Linked DNA regions of Mus musculus: region 1 is linked to region 2. Evidence: chromatin contacts called from public HiChIP or PLAC-seq data. All regions are on one chromosome and are shown on one strand. Each heading gives the region's core, a stretch centred on a gene start, on an enhancer-like site or on the middle of the called end of the contact. The rest is flanking DNA. Distances are from core to core; before and after follow the strand shown.

Region 1 (7,072 bases), core at 453-2,952, 670 kb after region 2:
CATAGAAAACAACCACGGCAGGCGTTGAATTTGGAGAGTGCTAAACATTAATAAAAGCAAAATTGAATCACATCAAAAAGAATGGCAAAATCCAGGAGTCCTCCTTTGTCTTATGATTTCCCTCTCTGGATTTTCTGCTGCCTTAGGTTTACTGAAGTCTGAAATAATGCATGGAAAATTCCAGAAAGAAACCATTTGTTATTTTTAAACTCTATATTATTTTGAGCAGCATGATAAAGTCTTGTGCTCTGATAGTTGTCCGGCTCATTGTGTTATTTAACAATTTTGTTAAAGTATATTATCTGTAATTACAGTATTCTGTAGTTAGTTGTTAGCCTTTTATCTTGCTTACTTTATAAAATGTTGTCATATGCACACACACATATGACATAACTTACATACAGCATCTATGAGTTCAATGTTATTTCTATTTTTAAGCATTTAGAAAGCAGAGGCTATTGTTCACAAGAGAAAAATTAACCAAAACAGTGTTGATACAAGTGACAGAAACGACTAGGAAGACATTCTTCCAAAACCCAGTTTTAAAGACAGATAAAAATTTTCAGCCTACTCAACTTGAGATTCTATGAGCTCCAAAATCTTTTGGTGTCTGATGCTTATTTGAACAAACAGAAAAGTACAACTCAAAGCAATAAATATATCACATCCTTCAACAGCTTCCTAAAAATACTTTCTTCCCAACACTGCTGTTCTGTTGGGTCCAGATCTTTGGACTTGGTTTTTGTGCATGAAGCTTTGCCAACAGAGAACCACAAACCAAAATTCAGGAATGTTTGTAGTCAGGAAAAAGAAAAGAATATCTAAGTAGGAGAAAATTACAATGTAAGTGTGGGGGAGATTATATATATATATATATACCATATAACTGCATACCCTTTAGCGTAAAGAATAAAAATTTCTCATGACATTTGCTTAATTCCACATTGATTGCAACTTTATGGTAAATTACATCTACTACAGTTTGTTTTGGTTGTGGAGAGGAAATTGCTCCAAACCAAATCTCTTCATCTCAAACAGATCTGCTCACAGATGAGCTGCCCAAATTGAGAGCATAGAGACGCTTCCTTGACTCCGTCCGACTCTTCCCAGTTGGGTAAGAGCTGGACCACACAGGGAAGCAAGAATTCACTGTTCACTGTGACATGGCCTTGGTAATGATCTATGGCCGTGTCTACCCAGACCCCTCACATGACTGAGCCCACAAGACCAGGAGGAATCTTTCACTCCCAGTATGCTTCTCTCATGCCTGACTGAGGTCTTGCTTCCCCACTGTCCTTCCAGCCAAGCTGGCCCTCACTCAACAGAGGCCATCCATTCTGGAAGTCTGACCGAGACGCTGACTGGGCTGGGACACAGACAGAAGCCCGTGCCAACTCTCTCTCTCTCTCTCTCTCTCTCTGTCTCTCTCTCTCTCTCATCCCAACTCCACATCTCTGTGTGTGTGTGCGTGTGTGCGTTCCAAGGTGAACAGACTTGAAGCCAGAGTCTTTCAGAAGCTTGGGGCCACTTAATCCCACAGAGATATTCATTGCTGCCATTCTTGGCCACCCCTCAAACGCACACTCCTGTGGTCGCCTGCCCTCTCACGTCCTCAAACTCACGCTCCTCTAGTTCCTCTGCTATGACTCATCTTCCTACTCCCTCTGGGTTCTTGTGCCAAGCTCCTGCCCTCTGCGCACATTGCTCATTGTGTGCCCTGCCCTTGCCTACTTGGGACACCTGTTGAGAACCCACATGCCCTTTTAGACTCGTCATAGTAATCATCCTCTTCGTTGTGGAGCAGAAAACCAGCTCTTCCTGGTGGCCTGGCTCTTAAATGCACAGTCCTTTCCGTTTTCTTATTTGCTTCACATTGAAATGTAATAAGTGTCAATTCATGCGATAAAGCAGCTGTCCTGCCTCTTCCTCGGAGGAAATAATTCTTTGGTTTGAACAGCCCCCACTACTGGAAGGTCAACATTCTGAAGTCCTACTGTAGTTTGTACCCAGTAGTTTGATCTTTGAAGCCTAGAACAATGAGCCCTAACATACAGAAGGCTCACCTTAAATATATTTTAACTGAATGTGTGTCTTTACCGAGAATAACTTCTTGTACCCAACATTGTGTTTTTCCATATTACCCATAATTTTTGCTATAGTACTATCGAGAACTTTGATTACTGTGTCTGGAGAATTCCCTGTCCAGTCATGGCACTGCGCTGAGCATTCTTGGTCCCATTTCATGGTACAATTTGCGCATTTAGACCAGAACCACTCATCTTCATGGCTCCTTTCACCCAGGACATAAGGTCATTCGTGATGGAGTTGGGACTCACATCTTTTGTATACAGGATAATTACAGGAGGTCACACCACCTTTATGGCCAGCAGCTAGTTTCCATCTCTTCTTAATGGGCTCTTCACAGAGGTTAAAGCATGGTGCTTCCCTGAGTCCTTGCCCACGTTCCCGTTCTCAGTTTACACACTCCTCGTCTTATCTCAAACACTGGACAGTGCCTCCTTCATCTATTTTCCTTCTGCTTTTCTTCCCTTTATAATTTTTTTCTCTAGCTCCTTGCATTACTTTCCACAAAGATACATTGTTAGTTTGTTTTAATCTATGGGTGTGTCTCTGTGTGTGTGTGTGTGTGTGTGTGTGTGTGTGTGTGTGTGTGTGTGTGTGTGTGTGTGTGTTTGAGTTAGGGTATGCACATACGTGTGTGCAGACACACGTGTTTTTGTAAGTTGGTTCTTCTCGATTGCCCTCTCCTGTTCCTTTGATGAAGACATGCTCCTTGGCTGCGGCTACTCTATTCTCATCTAGCCTAGCACTCGTGATCTTCCAGCATCAGCCTGGCTTGGAGCTGTGTTTATGGGTATGTATATGCAAGATTGTTATGTGATTCTCATATCCAAAGTCTGGTCCTCATGACTTCCTACTAAGTTCTCCAAACCTCTGGTCTACCTCCCCAGCGTACTCTATGCTACTCTTTACAAAGTTTTGTGCCCTCGAGTCTTTAAACCTTATTCTTTGATTCAAATATTATGTGCAAAACGCTTATTCAAAGATAAGAGTCTTAAATGAAAAGAGAAGCTGGCAGTTAGGAACTAGAAAGAAAAGAAAAGAAATTTCTAAGTAATTTAAGTGTGGCCTCTTATTTTTTTATTATTTGCTTATTTATTTTTAACTTGCCTTTTAACTATATCTTGGTCAAAATGAAAAGCAAAACAAACATAAAAATTGAGTCATTACCACAATCAGAAATCTTTATAGACCATAAGTATCATCCCAATTTTAAACATAATAGCTACCTGCCTAGCTCAAGTCATTAACACTGGTGCTCTTTATGGAATTTTTTTCCTATAAGCTTTCTAATTCTTGGCAAATATTTACTACTATTTTATGCCAATCTTCATATTTAATTTTAGTTTTAAGCAAAAGTCTTATTTTTAAAAATCTGTTTTCATACATGGTCAAAACAAATAATTGTTTGGTCCTCTATAGAACATAGTTGTGGTATGTAAACAGTCAGCAGCCTGACATTTTTTTTTTACAGCATCTGTCCTTAGGTTTACATTAGTCTAGCACCTTTACTCCCTCAAATGACCTGTTCAGTGTACCAGAATGCCCGTTATCGCTCAGTGTATCTTGCTTGGTCAGACAGAGAAGAAGACATTCTAAGATAGAAATTTATGAATCAGATGGTGAGAGAGTTATTCATGATTAAAGCTGGAGAATGATAACCATGATACAAGAATCTGCGCTCGAAGATGAAGCTCAACATTGTTATATAGAGTTGGAGAGAGTGCAGACAGCCCAAGTCTGTAGACAACTGTAGCGACTGCAAGCTAAGGAGAAAAGATCCATTTAGGAAAGGAGAATCAAGTCATGGTAGCAGAATTGGACATTTTCAATAGGCAAGTATCTCAGGAGACACATCCAAACATCAGTCACTTGGTGGGCTTAGAGAAGAAATGCGGGAAAATGTAGAGATGTGAGTGTGGATTGGTGTGAAGCCAGTACACTCCTCAGCTTAAAAGGGTTTGGCTTAACCACATTTGAATTTATGATGACAAGAAACCCAAACATACAGGAAGAACACCTTCCTGGTGATCTCCAAAGCTGAGCAGTGGTCGTGGGTTGTCACATCCTTGCTACAGTACTCCTCCATGAAATTCTGAAATGTCTTCAAGTCGCCTTCCCTTGGAAGGAAACTTAACATCAGCGTGATGCAATGTAAAAGACTTGCTTTCATGTTTTGTATGTATACAAGAGTCACCAAATATCTTCTATAAAGGGCCAGTGAATATGTTTCATATTTCAAGATGTAGTTTCTGTCGCAGATACGCAATTCTACAACTATAGCATGGATGCATGCCATCATAGATAATGTTTGTTTCCTTTGTAGGAATGGACATGGGTACATTTCAATAAATATTTATAGCAGACAAAAGGTTGCTAATTCCTGATTTAAAGTTAAGTAATAATAAATTTTTTACAATGATTTAAACCTCAGTTTCAATTTGGCAACATCTTTAATTTTATATAATTTCATTATAAGGATATTTTAGAAAAGGAATTGAGCTAAGATGCTTCCATAATGTTTTATTTAATAGTAAAGGCAAAGCAATTTTACTTGATTTATTTACACTCTCACTTGACATTAGAGGTCTAGGGTGACTCTTCTATTTCAAATCTATAATTTGATATGGGTGCTTATAAGATCAGCAACAGAAAGGATGAGTTGGAAAGAATTTTTTCTGCGATAAAGAAGATCGGTGAAACATATATTTTAAAGTAATGTGAGGGAGTGACTTTTCTGGACATCTGTTTTATCTTGCACCGTGGCCAAAGTAGTCAGCACTTGCTCCTCTCTGTGCTTGGTTTCCAGTAAGAAATCACTCTAATTCCATCATTTCTGCTCAAGATGTTAAGTAAACGCAGGGAGAGACACACAATCTATGCAGAAGTTCAGGAAGCCAAACGATCCATTATTTGCCAAAGAGGCAGGATATTGCTTATTTGCCTGCAGTCCTTTAAAGAAAACAAGAATAATTAACAAGGGGAGGCCAGAGAAGAAATTGAAAAGGTCTCAGGGTGTATCTAGCATCTGCAGAACAATTTAATTTTCGCAGTCAAGAGGTAGCAAATGGTAATGAATAAATCATGTCCCTGTTTGTTAATATGCTCCATCAGGTCGCTTATTTTGAATGAAAACAAGGTTTCTGCTGCCAATGTTTTCTTAATTTGGTGGCTAGAAAATTTTCAGACTCGCCACTTACTTATCATTAATACTTTGTTACCGCCTTTTGCATCTTGGGTCAAGTTGGTTAACAGCTCAGTTTCCTGAGTATTTATTGAGTGCCTACAGTATGTTTGGCAATTTTCAAGATGACACAGATATGACAGAAAGCAACTCAAACTATCTAAAAGATATTTTAATATGGATCTTGCCTTAAAATACTACTTTTAAAGGAATGTATTTGTGATCAGTCAATGTGTAGTACATTAGCTCCACATCTTACTATCTTTAAACAGAAAATTCATTCTCATAGTTTCTGCAACTCAGGGGACACAGTGTAGCTGGATGTCCTGGGTCAGGGCTCTTTTGTGGAGCAATGCAGACATCTCCTCGGGCCACAGACACTCAAGAGGGGACACTTTGCTTCTAGACTTCATTTTGCCTTTGTCCTCAAAACCTTAAAGATTAACACCACGTATCACTATCCACTGTATGGGCTTCCCTATAAGGTTATTGAAAAATACTCTCAGCTAACATGCTTGCAAATTTATAACAAATGTTTGATTACAACAAATCTCATAATTTCAATAGAGCTTATAACTCAAAACTGTTAAGAAACATACATCACGCATTCCCAATACTATTTCATATTTATTTTCTAAATACCCCAATGGAATAGAAATAGTATGTTGTCAACATTATTAATAGGTATACTGGAGTCTTCTTTTAATTTTTGTTTTTATGAAATTATAACGCAACAAAAAAGCAACAAAAGTCACCAATAAAAGATATTTTCCTCCATAAAAATTGATAATATTTTTCAAAGTGGAAGAGAGGCAAGCAAATATTTAGTATTGGAGATCTCCATTTTTCTGTATCTTTACATTTTTTTTTGGAGATAATATTCCTTTAATATCAACAATGATACTGTTTAACAGCACAAGGAGGAGGCAGTAGAGAAACGGTTGGGCTTTCTTTCCCTACCCAGCCTAGACCTGAACAACTGAACCCCAACAGCTTAAGAGCCACTCAGTGAATAGGAAGGGAGGGGCTGGAAACCAAGGCTTGAAACTTAAACAGAGCACGGTAAACCAGGAGAGGCCTGGTAGCGAGAGGAGGGTTGTGGGCTGAGGAGCCCTAGCGCAGGTCTTCAGCGATGAACATACCCTTGGCACTGTGCAGGATGGAGTCTTTTGGCTGCATCGTAGGGATGCTTCTTGGACGGGATCGCCAGGACAGCTGGAATGGACCTCGGGTGGGCATCCAGGGCATGCCGAGCCATCTCTGCGGTGAGAATGTTGCCAATGTCATCCCTGTTTAGAAACTGCCTGAAAGTGTCTTTGATCTCATTGATCAAATTTATAACAAATTGAAGGTGGTATCCTTCTCCACTACCAGGATATTAGGGTGGCAGTTCTTGTTTAGCTCCTGTATGCTGTCCAACAGGAAACCTGTCACCTTGTCCTCATGTTCAATCACTGCGACTAATTTACCTCTGCCGGCCATCCTGTTGGCCAGGCAGAGCGCTCCCCCAAGCACCTGTGATGCCCCTCCTCTTTAGAGGCCCCTCCCTTCCTCTTTACAATATTTTAAATAGAAGAGCACATGTATATTCATTCTGAAAACAGTTTTGCCCTTAAGAATTTTTTATTATGGAAAAAATACGTTTATGATTTACCTTTAATAACCATTTACCTGCATGAAATTCAGTAAGTTATGAACGTTCACTTACAGAATAAAACTCAGCCTTCTTTGACTAGCTCCCCATTGTGTCCTTCTCAATTGCTGGCCACCACCATCCTCATGCTTCTCTGAATTTGAGTACTATGT
Region 2 (7,050 bases), core at 3,727-6,226:
TAGTGCTGCTGTGTAGGCATAGGTGTATGACCATCTACTAAAACATATGTGGCCTCTCTCAGAACACATCCTCAGGAAAAACTGACTCTCATTCTACCAACAGCCTCAACTACCAATGCCCCCTCAGAAAAATGTAGGGCTGAACCCATACATGGATTTGTAGACAAAAAGACAAATGTAAGTAACAGAGCAATAGGTAGGACCTAAATGTTGTGTAAGGTGGTACCCTCCTTGTGCTGCTCCTCCTTGTGCCAGAGACAACTTTCTCTGTTGTGTCAGTCTCCTACATGAGGACTGGTGTGGTCTGATACATTTGTTCTTATTGATGTCTTCATCACTAGGCTGCAAAGTGGATAGCGTTCCAATCAGTGACCTCTTCATTAACTTCAATGCCATGATTTACATGTTCCACTCTGATTTCCTCCACAGCAGGACCAATGGTACAGACAATGCTGAGACTAAGAGGTATCATAAATAGGAAGGTCATATCCATCTTCCAAGAGTGATATCTCACCATCAACATAGGGGGTGATATCTTACCATCAACAAAAGGGGTGCTACTGAGTATATTGTAGATTCTACCAATATCTTCACCACCATGGAGAAGGCCAGGGTCCACTTGAGGGGTGGAGCCAAGTGGCTCATCCTCTCTGTATCTTCTCCTGATACCCCTATGTTTGTGATGGGTGTAAACCACTAATAAATATCACCAGCACAGCTTCTTGTACCATCAACTATCAGGCCCCACTGGCCAACACCCTGTGTGACAACTTCAGCATTTTTATGACTGCCATAGACCTTCATAGGGAAGACCATAGGCATTCCCTTTAGGAAGGTCATTCCTCTAAGAATGCAAAGTTCACTGGCATGAGTTTTCACATTCCTGCCACTAATATGTTTTTTATGGGTATGACATGCTGGCTGGAGAAAGGTAGAAAATACAATGATCTCCAAAGTGTCACATGAAGCGTACATCACTAGAGACCCTGAAAGGGGAATTCTGGGTATTCTGAAAACCAGAAAACATGAGTAGGTATTTTTCAAAAGACATACAACTGGGCAAAAGTTATATGAAAAAAATACTAAATATCACTAATCATCAAGGAGATATATATCAAAATGTCTACTTGGTCCCTTCTTCCACTGAAAAAACCTGAAAGAATAATAATTTGAGAGGTGAACATTGGCAAGCATGGAAAGTGTGTCTGTGATGATAAGGAGTCTCTCCGGCGAGGACACACATGGGTTCTTCTGCAACATAGCTTTAATGCATCTCGAGAGAAAGATGATCAGCTTCTGGGGGAGGAGGCCCAGAACACAGGAAACTCGGTCCTTAAATAGACCACAAGAGCAGGTGGAGACGTATTTCACCCTGACTGGTTGCTTACCATCAGCCCAGATGATGCCACGGGACAGGCAGGGCACAAGGAATGGAAAAATACCCCAGCACATGCACAGACTATTTGTTTACCAGTTAGAACACCGGATATCAGCGTCATCTTGTAATGGCAATTGCAAAGGCGGCTCCTCACAGGAAAGGAAATTCTTACACTGTTGATGGGGATGTCAATTAATATAACCATTGTATAAAGGAGCCTAAAAACAAAAATATGACCACCATGTAGTTCAGGAATCCTATTACGAAGTATGGATTTAGAGAAAATGCATCATTATATCAAAGACATTTTACAAGTGCAAGTTTATTGCAATACTATGAAAAATAGCCTATAAGTGTCCATTAACTGACTAATATATAATGAAAATGTGATGGGTATGCATAATACAATGTTATTTGGCCATTAAAATTGAAATTTAGTCAGGTGTGGTGTCAGTAGACGTTAGCAAACCATACACAGAAACGTAAGAATCACATCTTCTCACGCAAGCTTCTCCTAAGAACTCTCACAGAAACTTGAGAGGAGAACTGTTAGTTACTAGAAACTGGGAACTATAAAGAGGAGGGATGTTATGTTATAAAATAAAATTCTATCCACTCTATTTTACCAAAGAGGACTCAGGAACCAGATGCTGGGGTGAAAAACCTACTAGCTCAGAGAGGCAGAGAAAGCATCCAGTTGACCTTCCCGTACTGACACACCAGAAGGAAAAAGCCCCTCCTCCTCCTCCATGCTGTTTTAAATACCTTTAACTCAATGTCCCTCCTTCCTACTTCCTATGTTCAATCCCTGCCAACTGGTTGCTTTTCTTCACTCCTTGAAAGCCCTTTGGATTAAATGTGTGACTGTGGAAATGGACATTGATAACCTCATTTAGAAACATGATAGTTTCACATAATATATTAATTTTATATAATTGTCTAAGGATGTGATATATCATATATGTACTGTAATATATGCTTTATATGTTATGTAAATATTTATATAAGGACTGAGCAGAAGGGTTTTGCAACCCCATAGGAAAAACAACAATATCAACCAAACCAACCAGACCCCCCTCCCAAAGCTCCCAGGGATTAAAACACCAACCAAAGAGTACACATGGAGGGACCCATGGCTCCAGCCATATATATGTAGCAGAGGATGGCCTTGTCAGGCATCAATGGGAGGAGAGGTCCTTGGTCCTGTAAAGGCTCCATGCCCCAGTGTAGGGTAATGCCAGGGTGGGGAGGTGGGAGTGGGTGGGTGGGTGGGTGGGTGCTTGAGTACCCTCATAGAAGCAGGGGGAGCGAGAGGGGATAGTAGTATTCCTAGGGGTGTGGGGGACTAGGAAAGGGGATAACATTTGAAATGTAAATAAAGAAAATATCTAATTTAAAAGAGAGAGAGAGAGAGAGAGAGAGAGAAAGAGAGAAAGAAGACCAAACACAGGAGGTCTTTCACCACCACAGATATGAGCAGCAGCACGCACGTCAGTAATCATATACACAGACCAAGCACTGTATTTTGAAATATCTTATGAATCAATGATCAAGTTAAACAGCAGAGAACTTTAATGTGTTGCTATGAATTAAGGCCAGAACCTTGTATCCCTAAACAAGGTGTCAACTACCAAGTTATATATCTCCAGCCCTAAATTATCTTTTAAATTTCATAACATGAAAACAAGAACATATCAAAATGTATATCTAGATGCTATAAAAAAAAGGTTAAAAGGAAGTGCGTGGTACAAAATATATATGTTAGAAAAAGAAATGTGTAATCTTTAATTAGAAGAGAACATGACCTCACACCTTTTTCTGTTCCCTCAGAGAGAATTTTCTTTAAGAAAGATATATATGTCCAAAAAATGGATTTCCCAAGCACATGCAAGGGCATTTTGAAGCCAAACACTGTAATCAATTAAAATGCTTTCCTAGAATCTCTGATCACCAGCCAAGCATCCAATTTAGGAACGACCACTTTAAGCATTAAACACAACTGCTTCCAATAGCATTTAACCTCCTTCCTTGGAAAGCAAGCATGCATGCTTCGAAACCAATTCACTCCTCCTTTCTTTCCTTACAGAGTAAGAAGAAGCAGGTAACCCAGAAAGAAATTAGATTCGTATGTAGATCATAGAAATCATAAGGTTATGGTCGTGAAAAGAGTGTCTCTGCCTTAGAGCAGCAAGTGTTCTAAGCAGAGGTTCCCAGTCTATGGGTTGCGTCCCCTCTGGGCATGGGATGATCTTCTCACAGGGCTTACCCGTGACCATCAGAAAACACAAATACTTAGATTACAATTCATAACAGTAGCACAATTACAGTTAGAAAGTAGCAACAAAAATAATTTTACGGTTGGAGTCACCACGACATGAGGAACTGTATTAAATATAGGGTCATAGCATGAGGGACAACATCAGGGACGTTGAGACCCACTGTTCTAGAATGCTAAGGTTAAAGGGGCTGCAAGGCCACAGGAGTTTGGAAACCAAACATAGGGCCCCAAACTAACCAAGGCAAGCTGCTGACGTAAGGCCGTCATCTCAGGAATGACAATGAGTGATCACAGTTGAAATTTTTTTAATTTTTAAAATAAGTGATTAATGGCACACCCCTTATCTCAATCTCCACTTTAACATATATTACTTCGATGTTTTTACTTATTTTCGTGTGTCTAATTGGTGTCCATAAATCTCTTGTATAAGTCCTCAAGTCCATGCTTCCTAGGCAATTGACACACATGGTCTGGAATTTTTTGGTTGGTTGGTTGGTTTTGGTTTTGGATTTGTTTGTTTGTTTGTTTATCTGGTTTATTAGAGCTTCCAGAACTTTCTCTAAGTCTTGCATGGAATGGACTTTAAAATCCCAGTCCCACTTTTCCCAAACTTTCTAAACATACAGTAAAGACCTAAGATGAGCTCACCACTGATTTGTGAGATTCATTTTTCTTTGTAGTTAGCAGAGAAAATGCAGAGGTCCTCACTGGAGGCCCGTGTGCTAAAATGTCACTGTGCAGAGTTTGTGGAGTGGCCTTTAAGGGATGCACAATCACCAGAGGACTTTTACAAATGGTACAGGCTGTTGCCTGCCTCTTCAAGAGTCAAACTTAATTCCTGAGAAACTGATTGGAAGAGGCAATAATAGCTTCAGAAGGTCTCAGAATGGATTGTAATTCACACAAACACAATGTTGACGGTACACATGCATGCAGACACAAACACACGTACACAACACACACACACACACACAAATACTCTTAGGAACCAATTACCTAACTTCTTCTCACTGCCTCCCCTATTCTTCTCTCCCCTTCTAGGCTGGTTACACATGCACACTGACACACACTTGTGTGTGCAGTGCATGTGCACACGCACAGACAAGCATCATGACAGCATTGGTCTTGAAGAGGAAAGACAGCAGGAAGAGAGCTGCAGTTCACACGAGCTCACCTTAGCAAGCTCATCCATCTGACTGACAAAGCTATGATGAAAGCTGAGGCCAATCCGAACTTTCTTTACTATTCTCTCAGGAAGCTGCACTGCTAGGCATGATCTATTTAGGCTGGGTTCATGTAAATTTCCCCCATTCTGCGGTAATTCCTCCTCACCAAGCATCCAGTGTTACTGTCACACACCAACATGACTGAGTCAGGTCCGACTCATCATGTTGACTTCCTGTGAAATGAAACAGCCTTCCCAGGACATTAAATGAGTGATTTACAAAGCCCAATGCTGGCAAATGCTCCCTGGAAGACGTCATTTCAGTTCATTCAAAGCCAGTGTCTGCCCATAATTGTCTTTTGTGTAGTCTCTTAGTCAATTATAGACATTAGACGAGTGTACTGAGTCTGTTCACAGTTTCCTTTCATATTCACATATTGTGAAGGAGACACACACACTCATAACACACACTCTATCTCACGCACACACATGTAACTTATCATGCTCCCCTGTTCACTGAAATAAGGATTTTGCTGAAATTACTCATTCTTTACAACTATACCACACCCTTCTCTGTGTGTCTGTGTATGTAAATGTGTGGTCTATGCACAAATATATTCATGTTGATGTTTGTGAACCTATGAAGAAGGTACTGTATGTTGATCTCTCACTCTTCTTCCCTTGAGACAGGGTTTCTTGCTGAACCTACAGATAGGCTGGTGGCCAGCGAGTCTCAGTGGTCTTCCTGTTTCTATCTTCCTCCCACAGACTTAAAATTATGGGTACATGTGATTTCTCACCTCTTTAAGTGGGTGCTAGAGACGTGAACTCAGGTCTTCACACTTGAGTAGCAAGCACTTCTCTATACAAGCCATCTCCCTAGCTCGATTACTTTATCTTTAAATAGAATAAATATATTCTTCCTAGGTTGTTTGGGACAATAACTTCTAACCTTGCTACTTTTTCCATCAAAAATCAACATTCTTCTCCATTGCTCGGCACCCACAGTTCTTGAAAACAATAATGTAAAAAAAACGTGATGGTCTAGGGCATGCTAGGAGAGATAGCCGGAATCCCTGACATCTGCCATTTGGTTCTTGATGGGTAATCCTTGTGAATCTGATAATCTACAAAGGCTAAGAGGATTGAAAGAAATCTAAAATAGTTTGCAAGTGTTCATCAGAATGACTGGTACATTTTTTGAAGGTCAAGGAAAAGCCCTATGACAGCAAGTACCGTTTTCCCAAGCCCTGAATTAGTATCAACAGTATTCAATTAACACACAACAATCATGGTGGGGGAATAGCAGACTGAAATGTGTAGTAAATCCTCAGTCATCTAAATTCGTTTGCTAAGGACTTTGGGATAATCCAGCAAAAAGCTAAGCTGAACTGCAACTCTGTACTCTGAATGAGGATTGAAATGTAAATATGTCTAAAATAACAATCTGCATAAAATGAATGTAAAGCAAGCATTTTCTAATAACACCAACAAATTCACCCAGAGAAGTGACTGGTAAAAAGCAGATACAATAAGAGAGAAAAGGAGTTGACTCGGAGAGAAAGGAGGAGAACGGGTGTAGTTTTCTGGGTCTGTTCCCTCTACATTTTATTTGGGGATTTCATCCAGGGGCAAACAGGGCTTGCACTTGCTCCACAGTGAGACTGTACTCCGTGCTACAGCGTTAACATGATGTGCGGATAGTTGAAATAGTTAAAGCATAGCTCCAAATTCAAAACCGTGCCACCGAGCTCAGCTTGGGTGCTGTGCCTTATTGCAGAGTAGAAAATATGCACTCTTACAAACTCTATTATAGTTCATTTCTACCCACCGCATGCAATGTGAAAAACCGGAGGACACAGCCTGTAAACAGACAGACAGTGAGAACTGAATCTGTAAATCTCTGGACAAGTTCCCAATTTACCCGGGATCTTCCTTTTTCCATGTTTCAAACACTGTCAACAATGGTAATTATATCATAGTACCCTTGAGAATTATATATGACTTATTTTGTGTGTGTGTGTGTGTGTGTGTGCGCGCGCGCGCGCGCGTGTGTGTAAAATCATATGTGTATGTATCTATAAATAAAGTACGTTAAATAGTCCCTGACATAAAGCAAACATTTAGTAAATGTCTGCTAATATTTTTGTAGTGATATAACACAAGAAGGCTGAACAGACTTGTATTATGCATAAAGAAGGAATTTTCTATTTTAAAAACTATATAAAA

The links. HiChIP or PLAC-seq counts read pairs in DNA pulled down with a chosen protein or histone mark.
Region 1: a FOXA1 HiChIP or PLAC-seq map of pancreatic cancer cells shows a contact between it and region 2. The contact joins two enhancer-like sites. A contact is called at or near these places in 1 of 484 Hi-C or Micro-C datasets (bone marrow-derived macrophages) and 1 of 115 datasets of contacts at active chromatin or transcription factors (pancreatic cancer cells).

The regions. Positions count from the first base shown.
Region 1 is chr16:76,814,994-76,822,065 of GRCm38.p6, forward strand. It overlaps the pseudogene LOC102632931. Among named protein-coding and RNA genes, the nearest start is that of Gm30790, 39 kb to the left of the region's middle. Within about 2 kb of position 1,703, at least 31 of the 459 cell types and tissues checked have an H3K27ac peak or open chromatin away from gene starts, as enhancers often do. A contact at or near this core is called in pancreatic cancer cells, where this site is marked.
Region 2 is chr16:76,144,710-76,151,759 of GRCm38.p6, forward strand. The region is part of intron 1 of 4930578N18Rik (RIKEN cDNA 4930578N18 gene); the gene reads left to right. Among named protein-coding and RNA genes, the nearest start is that of Gm22268, 16 kb to the left of the region's middle. Within about 2 kb of position 4,977, at least 17 of the 459 cell types and tissues checked have an H3K27ac peak or open chromatin away from gene starts, as enhancers often do. A contact at or near this core is called in pancreatic cancer cells, where this site is marked.